Linked DNA regions of Mus musculus: region 1 is linked to region 2. A link is a contact called in public Hi-C data. All regions are on one chromosome and are shown on one strand. Each heading gives the region's core, a stretch centred on a gene start, on an enhancer-like site or on the middle of the called end of the contact. The rest is flanking DNA. Distances are from core to core; before and after follow the strand shown. Region 1 has its middle 9.5 kb from the start of Tcf7. Region 2 overlaps Cdkl3 (cyclin-dependent kinase-like 3).

Evidence for each region. A called contact is a pair of places that touch in the nucleus more often than the background predicts.
Region 1: a Hi-C map of double positive thymocytes shows a contact between it and region 2, with 2.3 times the contacts expected there. The contact joins two enhancer-like sites. A contact is called at or near these places in 1 of 39 promoter capture datasets (erythroid cells), 1 of 15 datasets of contacts at CTCF or cohesin (large pre-B cells), 4 of 484 Hi-C or Micro-C datasets (bone marrow-derived macrophages, double positive thymocytes, myocytes and 1 more) and 2 of 115 datasets of contacts at active chromatin or transcription factors (CD8 T cells and acute myeloid leukemia).

The regions. Positions count from the first base shown.
Region 1 is chr11:52,289,863-52,295,095 of GRCm38.p6, reverse strand. No RefSeq gene overlaps it. Among named protein-coding and RNA genes, the nearest start is that of Tcf7, 9.5 kb to the right of the region's middle. Within about 2 kb of position 2,550, at least 18 of the 459 cell types and tissues checked have an H3K27ac peak or open chromatin away from gene starts, as enhancers often do. A contact at or near this core is called in double positive thymocytes, where this site is marked.
Region 2 is chr11:52,064,109-52,069,576 of GRCm38.p6, reverse strand. All of the region lies in intron 13 of Cdkl3 (cyclin-dependent kinase-like 3), which reads right to left. Among named protein-coding and RNA genes, the nearest start is that of Ppp2ca, 32 kb to the left of the region's middle. Within about 2 kb of position 3,561, at least 83 of the 459 cell types and tissues checked have an H3K27ac peak or open chromatin away from gene starts, as enhancers often do. A contact at or near this core is called in double positive thymocytes, where this site is marked.

The DNA of each region.
Region 1 (5,233 bases), core at 1,301-3,800, 230 kb before region 2:
CTCAGGCCCAGCTGGAATCAAGGACAGGAAGACAGGGGTACAAATGGGGCTACTTTTAAACCAACCCCTACCAACTTTTGCTTCACAAGAGCAGATAGGAAAAGCCATAAGGGAGAGGACAATGACTCCAACGTCATTAAAAAAAAAAAAAAAAAAAGGCAAGCTTGACCCTGAGGGGAATCCCTTTGTCACTAATAACAGAGCAGGGAACAAAAGCTTCAATGACGCTGAGGAAAACCGCAGTGTCAGCAGAGGCCACTGGTGACCCCAGGTGAAGGAGCTACTTTCACCGTGAGAGGAGAGCAGCTGGCACTCTGAGCATCCAGCCCCCACCCTGCTCCCAGACAGATCCACCCAGAGACTGGAGACACGGGCAGGGGACCCCCCCCAACTATGTGAGGAAGAGATGGGATGACTTTGGGGGAAAAAGTTTGGATCTATCAAACCCACATCCCTGTGAGAACTAGGAAGGAACTAGACTGGTCTAGTCCTAGTATCTGGAAGACGGCTTTGGAGAGCTGGTCTGGTTAACAAGTGGCCACAGGACCCCTGAGGCATCCTGTCCCATCAGAAAACCTAGGGGGTGTGACTCTGGCAGCCATCACACTCTCCAGAGCATCCGGGAGAAGCCTCTGGGAGCACCTGTGTGTTGAAGGAGACCGAGGAGCCTTTACCTGGAGGCTTCTCACCCTCTAGCATTCTTACGCTAGGAATGGAAGATGTCTTCGGGCTGCAGAGTTAGAATCAACTCGGAGCTGTGTGACCTTGGGTGACTCACTTCCGTTTTCTGAGCAACCAATTTCCTCAGTCTGTAAAATGGGCTGAGACCTCTGAGCGTTGCAGTACCCAGGAGATAATAGACAGGAAGACACTGGTAAACAGTGAAGTGGTGGGCATGTGTCTGGAGTCATCCTTGGGCCCTGGTAAATAGTGAAGTGGTGGGTATGTGTCTGGAGTCATCCTCGGGCCAGCTAGTACACACGATGCAGCCATTCTTTGCCAGTGAAGGAATTTAAAATGAAATGAGCAGTCCCAGTCCAGAGTCTAAAGATACTAAGGAGGGGAGGACCAGGGTTTCTAGCTCCAGACTGTTTATGGTGGCCCAGCTCCCTAGGTAATATCACCTCTAAGGGACGCACAGTCAGCTTCTCCTCTGACCTTGGGACTGTCCAGCCCAGAAACCCCCTGCTTTCTGGTCTCTAGGGGGAGATTGCTCAGCAGGAGTGAAATTTGTAATCCAGTCTCCAGCCAGCAAGTTCTCCAACCCAAGGGGCTGGCTGGCATATTGGGGACAGCTCCACTCCTTTGAAAGACAGCAGAGCCAACAGTTTTAGAACTGAATGCTTTCTTTTCACTGTTTGACCTTGGACAAGGCCCGTGATGCTGATCTTCCTAGATTCAGTTCTTCTAGGAATGGTCCTTCCACCGTAAGGTTGGTGTGAAGACTAAACAAGATAATTGGTATAAGACCCCCTCCTACAGTCCTGGGTAGAGGTGAGCTGTCTGGTTAATTTTTAATCTATTTATTTAATGTGGCACTATGTTAAAAAAAATAACTATAACAAACTTATTTGCTTATTCATTTCTTTATTACTTTTTTTGGAGTGCATGTTGATGATCAGACTACACGGAAGGGGTCACTTCTCTCCTTCCACTGTGTGGGTCCTAGGGATTAAATTAGGGTTAGGGTTAGTGGCAAGCACCTTTACCTGCTAAACCAATCCATCAGACCTTTAGTAGTAGTAGTAGTAGTAGTGGTGCTGCTGCTGCTGCTGCTGCTGCTGCTGGGGGTGTGTGTGTGTGATATGGGGGTGGTACTCGTGGCACAGGACAGTTTTGTGGCATTCTTCCTTCATGTGGGTTCCGGGGATTGAACTCAGGTCCTCAGGCTTGCAGGACAAGCCCTTCACTCACCAGGCTATCTCCCCAGCTGTGCTAACTCCTTTAATCCTCAAGAGAACACCTGTGAGAGCAGGAAGTGTGATCACACCATCCACAAGCCCAGAGTGGTTAAGTGCCTCTCCCAAAGACAAACAGTGAAGAAAGACAGTGTGACTCTCCTCTTCTCTCCCGAAGCCAGTGGCGAAGTCAGAGCTAAGACATTGGCTCTCCTCTTCCGCTTCTCTGCTTTCTTCTTCCCATCTCCAGTCTCAGAACAAGCTGAAGTAGAAGAGAGGGATTTTACCTCGAAATCTTTGCTCTCTTTCACCCTGGTGGGGTAGTGAGAATACTGGGGTACAAAGCTGCCAGGCTCCAACTTTACACCGTACCAAAATGTCTCTCCTCAGAAGATGCCATCGTTGGCTAAGTCCCCTTGAGATGGATCTAATGTAGGACCCACCCTGAAAGCAACCCCAAACACCCGTACATATGGCCAGATGTCTGCCCAGGCTCCTGGGACCAAGGCAGAGCAGAGCTACCTGGAAAATAGAGGGAACTGCCCTTGCGAGGGGTGGGAGTGGGGGTAGGGAATGGGGGAGGGTAAAGACACCAGCACCTGCAGAGGTTCCGGGCCTGCAGAGCCCTGCTTCTGCTCCCACGCCTCTGAGGACAGAGAACGAACTCAGCTGAGCTGGGCTGCTATGGTCCATCAGCTCTGACTGGTTGGTATGCTTCCTTGGGTCCAGATGAAATCTCTTGAGTAATTTCCTCCCATTAGTCCTGTCTGTACCCTTGGGGCCAGCGCTCCTCCAGCCTGCAGACATCTGGAGACCGGACTTTTGGCTAGAGGAAGCTCCAGGCACTCATAATGTTCTGGATGCTTCTCCTGGCAGCAGAAACAGGTTTCCTAGCCCTCTAACCTTGTCTCTGCCCACGATCATGGCACTGCGGCTACTTGCCCAGTTGGTGCCACCACCTCTAGGGGCTCACCCCCGCCCCAGTTCCTGATGGCTTGGAGCACTGATAGTGATTGCCAATGGCCACTACTTGTGCATGCACCTGCCCTGAACCAGGCACCGGAGCAATGCCTCCAGCAAGAGCTCACCCTATCTCCTCAGCTCTGATGGACAAGTATCATTCCTCATCCCCACTTAAGAAGGTTCCAGAAGGTCTTGCCCACAGTGTGTGTGTGTGTATACACGTGTGCGCACATAGTGTAGTGTAGTGTAGTGTAGTGCAGTGTAGTATAGTGTGTGTGTGCATCCATGAGAGTGTGGCTGGAAAGGCAAGAGGATGTTGAACCCCTGTGAATGCTGGGAAACAAATTCAGATACTCTGCAAGAGCAGTAAGTGCTTTTTTTTTTTTTGAGACTGGGTTTCTTTGTGTAGCCCTGGCTGTCCTGGAACTCACTCTGTAGACCAGGCTGGCCTTGAACTCAGAGATCTGCCAGCCTTTGCCTCCCAAGTGCTGGGATAAAAGGCGTGCGCCACCACAGTCCGGCTTTTTTTTTAGACAGGATCTCACGTGCTTCCAGGCTGGACTGAAAATATATAGTAGAGGAGACCTTAAATTCCTGATCCTCCTGTCTCCACCTCTCAAGTAATAAGATTACAGACATGCACCACATGGGGATCAAATCTGAGCTTTGTACACGCCAGGTAAGCATCCTCTCTACCGACTGAGCGACATCTCCGACCCTTCCTTCCCTTTTCCTCCCTTTCTCTCTTGAGACAGCGGCTTGCTCTATACCTAAAACTGTCCTTGGACTTGCTATACACACCACACTGGCTTTGAGCTCAACACTTTCCCACATCAACCTCTTCTGTAGCTGGAGTCATGGACCTGTGTCTCCACGGTGACAGGCCAGTGTCCAGCTCTTGATCAAGAGGCAAAGATAGTGACCAGCAGATAAGGGGACTCACAGGAACCCAACCAAGAGCCTGGGATGACCTGCCTGGCTTCAGTGCTCAGGGCCGTGGGAGCTCTGTAGACCTGCAACGGTGAGGGTGCTTTTGGATTAGGGCCTTAAAAAATACAAAGGCCTCTCAAACACCATAGAGATACCAACTAGCAAACTGGGATGATATCACAGTACACTAGTACCTCTGTGCAGTGGCTACATCCTCTGGTGGCAAACATGTATTAACCACCAAACTATGCATGGATCCCATTGACAATCAGAAAAGGCAGAGATGAACGTTCCACTAAAGTCAGTGAGATAGCCCAGCCAGCAATGACCCTTACTCTCTATACATGGTGACTGGAATTCAATCCTGGAGACCCAGAGAATGTGAAAGAATCAACTCCATAGAGTTGTTCTCTGACCTCTGAGTGTGCGTCATAGTACACACACACACACACACACACACACACACACACACAAACGATAATGATGAGGATGGTGATGATGATGGTGGTGGTGATGATGATGATGATGAGTTCAATTCCAAGAACCCACACTGTGGAAGGAGAGAACCGATTTCTGCACAGGTCTCCACATTTGAACAGTAGCACTGGCTCACACACAAAAAATAAATAAGTAAACAAATCTAATAATAATAATAATAATAAGCCAGTGCAGTGCAATGATTTTTTTTAAATGACAGGTTCTACCTCAAAAAACAGAGTGTGGGGGCTGGTGAGATGGCTCAGTGGGTAAGAGCATCCGACTGCTCTTCCGAAGGTCCAGAGTTCAAATCCCAGCAACCACATGGTGGCTCACAACCATCCGTAACAAGATCTGACTCCCTCTTCTGGAGTGTCTGAAGACAGCTACAGTGTATTTACATATAATAAATAAATAAATCTTAAAAAAAAAAAAACAGAGTGCAAGGAGAAAACCAAAACATGAACAATTGTCCTATGACCGCACAGCATGGTACCTCCCCTGGTAGAAATAATAAAAGAATAATGATCTGGGGGGAGGGCGGGCTTGACACAGGCTAGAGTTATCTGAAAAGAGAGAGACTCAATTGAGAAAATGCCTCCGTAATGTCTGGCTGTAGTTAATTAGTGATTGATGGCGGTTGGGGGGGGGGGGGCAGCCCACTGTGGGTGGTGCCATCCCTAGGCTGGTGCTTCTGTGTGTTCAATAAGAAAGCAGGCTGAGCAAGTCATGGGAAACAAGCCAGTAAGTAGCACTCCCTCCATGGCCTCTGCGTTAGCTCCTGCCTCCAGGTTCCAGCCCTGCTTGAGTCCCTGTCCTGACTCCCTTTAATGATGGACTATGATATGGTCCAATGTGTAAGCCAAATAAACCCTTTCCTCTCCAACTTGCTTTTGGTCATGGTATTTCATTGCAGCAATAGAAACCCTAACTAGGACTGGTGGGAATCCAGAACAATTGATAGA
Region 2 (5,468 bases), core at 2,312-4,811:
GGGGTGGGCAAGAGGGTGGTTGCTCAGACAGGGGGTCTTGGTATGTTCATGATGGCAAAAGGCTGGCCTTGTAGGCAAAGATGAACTTGAACTCCTGAGATTCCTGCCTCTGCCTCCCAACCGCTGAAATTATAGACACTCACCACCATATCAGCCACATCTGATTTTTATTTGAATGTTTTTTATGATTACACTTTATTGATTTAGTGGCTGAGGAGAGTCACGGTCATGCCTATGGTGTGTGTGGAGGTCAAAGGACAACATTCAGAAGTCAGTTCTCTCTTTCCACCATTCGGGTTGCAGGGCTCAAACTCAGGTTGACAGGTTTTGTGTGACAGGGGACTTAACTGAGCCATTTGAAAGGCCCTGACTCACCTCTTAGTGTGTCATTTGTCATTTGCTGATGGCGGCTTCCTATCCTGTCGCCCCTTCTACACTAGCTGGAACCACTCTATAGGTAGAGCTGCGCATCCCCCTTTGCTCACACTTCTCAGGTTTATACAAACAAACATAAGACATATGGCATATGTGCTGTTTTTACATGTGTCTAGGGACCTAATGTCCATCCTCACATGGGTAGGGATCCATAGATACTTGTCACTATGTGCGTACATGTGTGTGCGAGGATGTGCATGTGTGAGCATGTGTGTGAGCATGTGCATGTGTATTCTTAGACACTGTTATGCAGGATCCAGTCTACTCCACTCTTGTACCTGTAATTATTTTAGTGCCCAGATTTGGCTACTAGAAGCTTCTTCCAATTGCCTTCTGTGTCTTTTTAATATGCCTGCATCACTTATTTAGTTATTCATGCTTTCTGGCACAGAACACTTCTACATCTAATAAAAACATGAGTGCACTCCACAGTGGATTTGCCCAACCCTTTCCTAGAATATACATGCAATTTCAGAATTATTAACACGTGCTGATGCGGAACAAACTTACAAACTAGCATGAAAGAATGGCACACTATTCTTTTTGGTTTTAGCCTTATAACATACAGGCAAAATTCCCTTTCCCAAACTCAGATTAGTCTCTTTTGGGCCAGCTGAATAGCTCAGTGGGAAAAGACACTGCCCAGCCTGATGACCTCAGTTCAATCCCCAGGACCCAAGTATGGTGGAAGGAAAACTAACTCCCTCAGGTTGTCCTCTGCTCAAATGTATATTGTGACATGGACATGCCCACAACACATACACAGGTGCACACACAAAATAAAATGTCCTCTGGGTTCAATTCACATTATCCACATGCAGCTCACAACTGTCTGTAACTTCAGTTCCAGGGATCTGACATCCTCACGCAGACAAAGCGGTACATACATGCAGTAAGACACCAATGCACAGAGATTAAGAATAAAATCATTTTTAAAAAGGTAGGGGGCTAGAGCAATGGCTCAGAGGTTTAGAGGTCCTGAGTTCAATTCCCAGCAAACACATGGTGGTGCACAACCATCTGTAATGGGATCTGATGCCCTCTTCTGGTGTGTCTGGAGACAGCGATGGTGTACCCATATACAATTGGTCTTTTTCTTCTCGGCATGGTTACTTTAGTCAACAACTTGGTTAACTTGTTAGTATTCTGCAAAGAGTTTATTCCAACCACACCAATACACATGCCTGCTATAAATCAGTTCAGCAGGAGAACAGGCTTTGTGTGTGTGTTGTGTGTTGTGTGTGTGTACTGTTTGTGTGTGTATGCACACATACAGATCCAGAGGGGCATGTCTGGGTGTCGTCCTCTTATCATTTTCTGCCCTAGTCTCTTGAATCTCCCTAGGTCCTAGATCCACACTTTTTAAAAATGACAGTTAAGCAGTGTAAGTGGCCATCAAGGTGTGACACCTGCACACCACCTCTGGCTGTTAGGAAGATGAAGAAATTTCAAAACCCCATTCATAACAGCCATCATCACAGGAGCAAAGCAGAGACACCAAGAAAGGCTCTAACAGAAAAATGGAACTTGAATGGACTTGTCATCAGAATTTGTGGTAAGGGAAATGTTAATACAAAGAGCAAAATGATTCCATACATGAGCCTGAAGATGCAGAGAGGAATACATTAAAAAAAAAAAAAAAAGGAAATGTCAACCACGTCAGACACAGGTAATGCAGGGCTGACACACACCTACATAAGGAAGACGCATGGCACCGTTAGCACGAGAGCGGGGAGAGCAGTGGGAGAGCATTCTGAGCTGTTTCACTGAGCCTCAAGAATAAAACACAAACTAGATTTGCTCTGGTAAGTCAAACACATGTGAAGAGGTGCAGTTCAACAAGAAAATATAGCAAATTCTACGAACCTAATATGAAATGCCTCGACGATGCTTTAAAAGAACCGGACAGCAGGATGGACCAGTGGATAAAGCCTGAGCCTAGTGACCTTAGTTCAAGCCCCAGGAGCCACATTGGGGAAGGAGACGAACAACGCCGAAAAGCTGTCTTGGGCCTCTATTTATATAGACACAACATTAAAACTTAAAAATGTGAAAAAATTAAACAGACAAATCCACAATTATTATATCTGGATTTAGCTACTTCATGGGTTCTTCTTTTTCCACTCTATTCCCCTGGTTTCATCCTTATCACTAGATAGAAGAGAAAGAATACAGGAGAGAGGGAGAGGGGAGGGGAGGGGAGAGGGAGAGAGGGAGGGGGAGGAGGGAGAGGGAGAGAGGGAGGGGGAGGGGGAGGGGGGAGGGGGAGATTGACTCCTGAATCTAGTTCTTCTTGTTTCTTCTTTGACTACTAACAAACTGCAATCTGAATGACCAACAACCTCCAATACTGCCTTGGGGGCCCTAGCATTTATGTAGCCTCTGAAAAGTTCCCAGAATTCCTTATGTCACACAATCGCAGAAACAACCTACAGCTGACTATCTGCTAGCGCATGAGGCAACTCCTAGTCAGCTGCTGTGGACAGTCTAAAGCAGCCCTACATCCCTACACCTGTGATTAGAATGAAAGCAGATTCTTATAGTACTGTGTTTAAAGAGACCAAAACTCCAGAGCTCTCACTACAAATCATACTTGGAAATTTTTAACAATTACCCCTCAAAACTGTTAGACTATGCACATGTCAAATGGTCAAAAAATGATATGCAGACCAGAAGGAGGCAAGTCCACTCTTGACCTAATGGATACTGCACACAGCAACTACAGAATGCATGTGTTTTTCAAGTTCAAACACTTACTGTATGCTGCTATTTAAACCAAATTAAATACATTTTAAAGGAGCAAAATACTACTGAGCAGAGTCTCTGACCATCCTCTAATTACACTATCAACTTCAAATGCTCCCGTGTGGCTATAAGTTAAGAAATGTGCATCTACAAATAACACACAGTGCAGAGAAGTCACTGGAGTAGAAACTACAATATACTCTCACCAATAATGAAAAGGATATGTATTAAACCTTGTCTGATAAAGCTAAAGTTGTTCCTAGAGGCAAATTTGTGGCATCAACATGCTTCTTATTAACAGAAATGCACATGAGCTGTTATTCAGTGAACTACGGTAGAAATAAGCAGAAGCGGTTAAGTGAGGCTCTGTGTACCTTTGATTTCCGCAGTTAGGCTCGGCAGCTTGAGGCTAGCCTGGTGGTGTGGGTTGCTCTGGTGCCGTTTGTATTCTGATGTTAATTCTGCTTCTTCAAGAGGGGCTCCCTGGAGGAGTGGATTACTGAGGTGACCCCACATAAGCATCTCCCCAGTCTAACTGGTCAAATAAAGGCTAGAGCCTGTGACTGGGCAGTAGAAGGGAAAGGTGGGGCTGGAGGTTTTAGAGAAGAGAGGAAGGGAAAAGAAACAGAAGAAAGATGGAGCAGAACCACATGGCCTAGAGAAGCTACAAATAACAAGGGATCTCATAGCTGCAAACAGATTAGTGTAATAGTAGATTTGCCCAACCTAGGCCTACAGGTTATACATATAATAACTGAGTTGTGTGGTTTTTGCATGGGCTTATTGGGGTTGGAAATTTACTACAACAACCTGGGCTACACACTGAATTAAAAGCCAGTCTAGGCTATAAAAGTAAGACTTTGCATGTGGTAGGGGAGAGGATATTAAAACAGAGTAGAAAAAAATAATAAAAGTAGGGCAGACATTAAGGTGTAGAGAACAGTAGAGACAGTCACTACTCAAAAGGTGACAAAGAAAAATTAGAAAACTTAGAAATTACAAAGCCGGGCAGTGGTGGCGCACACCTTTAATCCCAGCACTTGGGAGGCAGAGGCAGGTGGATTTCTGAGTTCGAGGCCAGCCTGGTCTACAAAGTAAGTTCCAGGACAGCCAGGGCTACACAGAGAAACCCTGTCTCAAAAAACCAAAAAAAAAAAAAAGAAAGAAAGAAAGAAAGAAAGAAAGAAAGAAAGAAAGAAAGAAAGAAAGAAATTACAAGATTTTGGGATTTTTGTTTTGGTTGTTGTTTGTTGGTGTTTTTTTTTTTTTTTTTTTTTGGTTGTTTTGTTTTTTTGAAACCATGGTTTCACTATGTAGCCCTGGCTGTCCTGGAACTCATTCTGTAAACCAAGCTGGCCTCTAACTTATAGAGATCTGCCTACCTCTGCCTACCAAGTGCTGGGATTAATGGTATGCACCAACCTGCTTGGCTCTGCTCCCTTCTCAGTATAATTCACAGTCCCTCTGATGCTCCAACACATGCAGAAAGCAGCAGAGCTGTGCTAGCCACATGGCTCCTGACACCCAAGTATTACACAGCAGCATTGAATTTTAGAAGTGTATGTGATATTAGCACAAGCTTTAGAAAAGCTTTGGGGTAGTTAAAACTCCACGAATGTGTTTAAAATCAAAAGAAAAGGAGGGAAAAGCAGCCGATGCTTCAGAGTCCAGACATAACCTGTTCTGGTAGATGGGTGCTTCACTATGAAAATAACCTGTAAAGGGCAGGAGAGGTCACTCAGCAGTTAGAGCACCGACTGCTTGTCCAGAGGACCCAGCACCCACATGGCTGTTCACTCCAGTTCCAGGGGACCTGATGCCCTCTTCTGGCCTCCAAGGGCACCAGGCATGCATGTGGTTCATGTATGTTCAGGCAAAATATCCACACACAGAAAACAAAAATTCTTTAGGAAAAGAAAGTAAAAGGAATGAATGAAAGAAAACAAGGGAGAGGGGGGAAGGGATGGGGGAGGAAAGGGGAAGGAAGGAGGGAGGGGGAGGAGGGGACGTGAGAGAAGGGGATGGGGAAGAGAAAATGGGGAGAAGTGGCTGGCAGAGACAAGGCAGGGGAGGGGAGGCAGGAGTTTTCATAGAGGGAATCTATTTCACTGATGGGTTTTTAGCATGGAAATGAGATGAAACCAGTTAAGCCAAATTTTCAGCTCATTGTTTTTAAAAGATTTATGTTTATTTTAGAGTATGTGTCTGTGTGTGCATGCACAGAAAGGTGCCCTTGGAGGCCAGAGGAGGGCAGGCTGCCTGCAGTGGGTGCCGGGAAACAGCCTTGC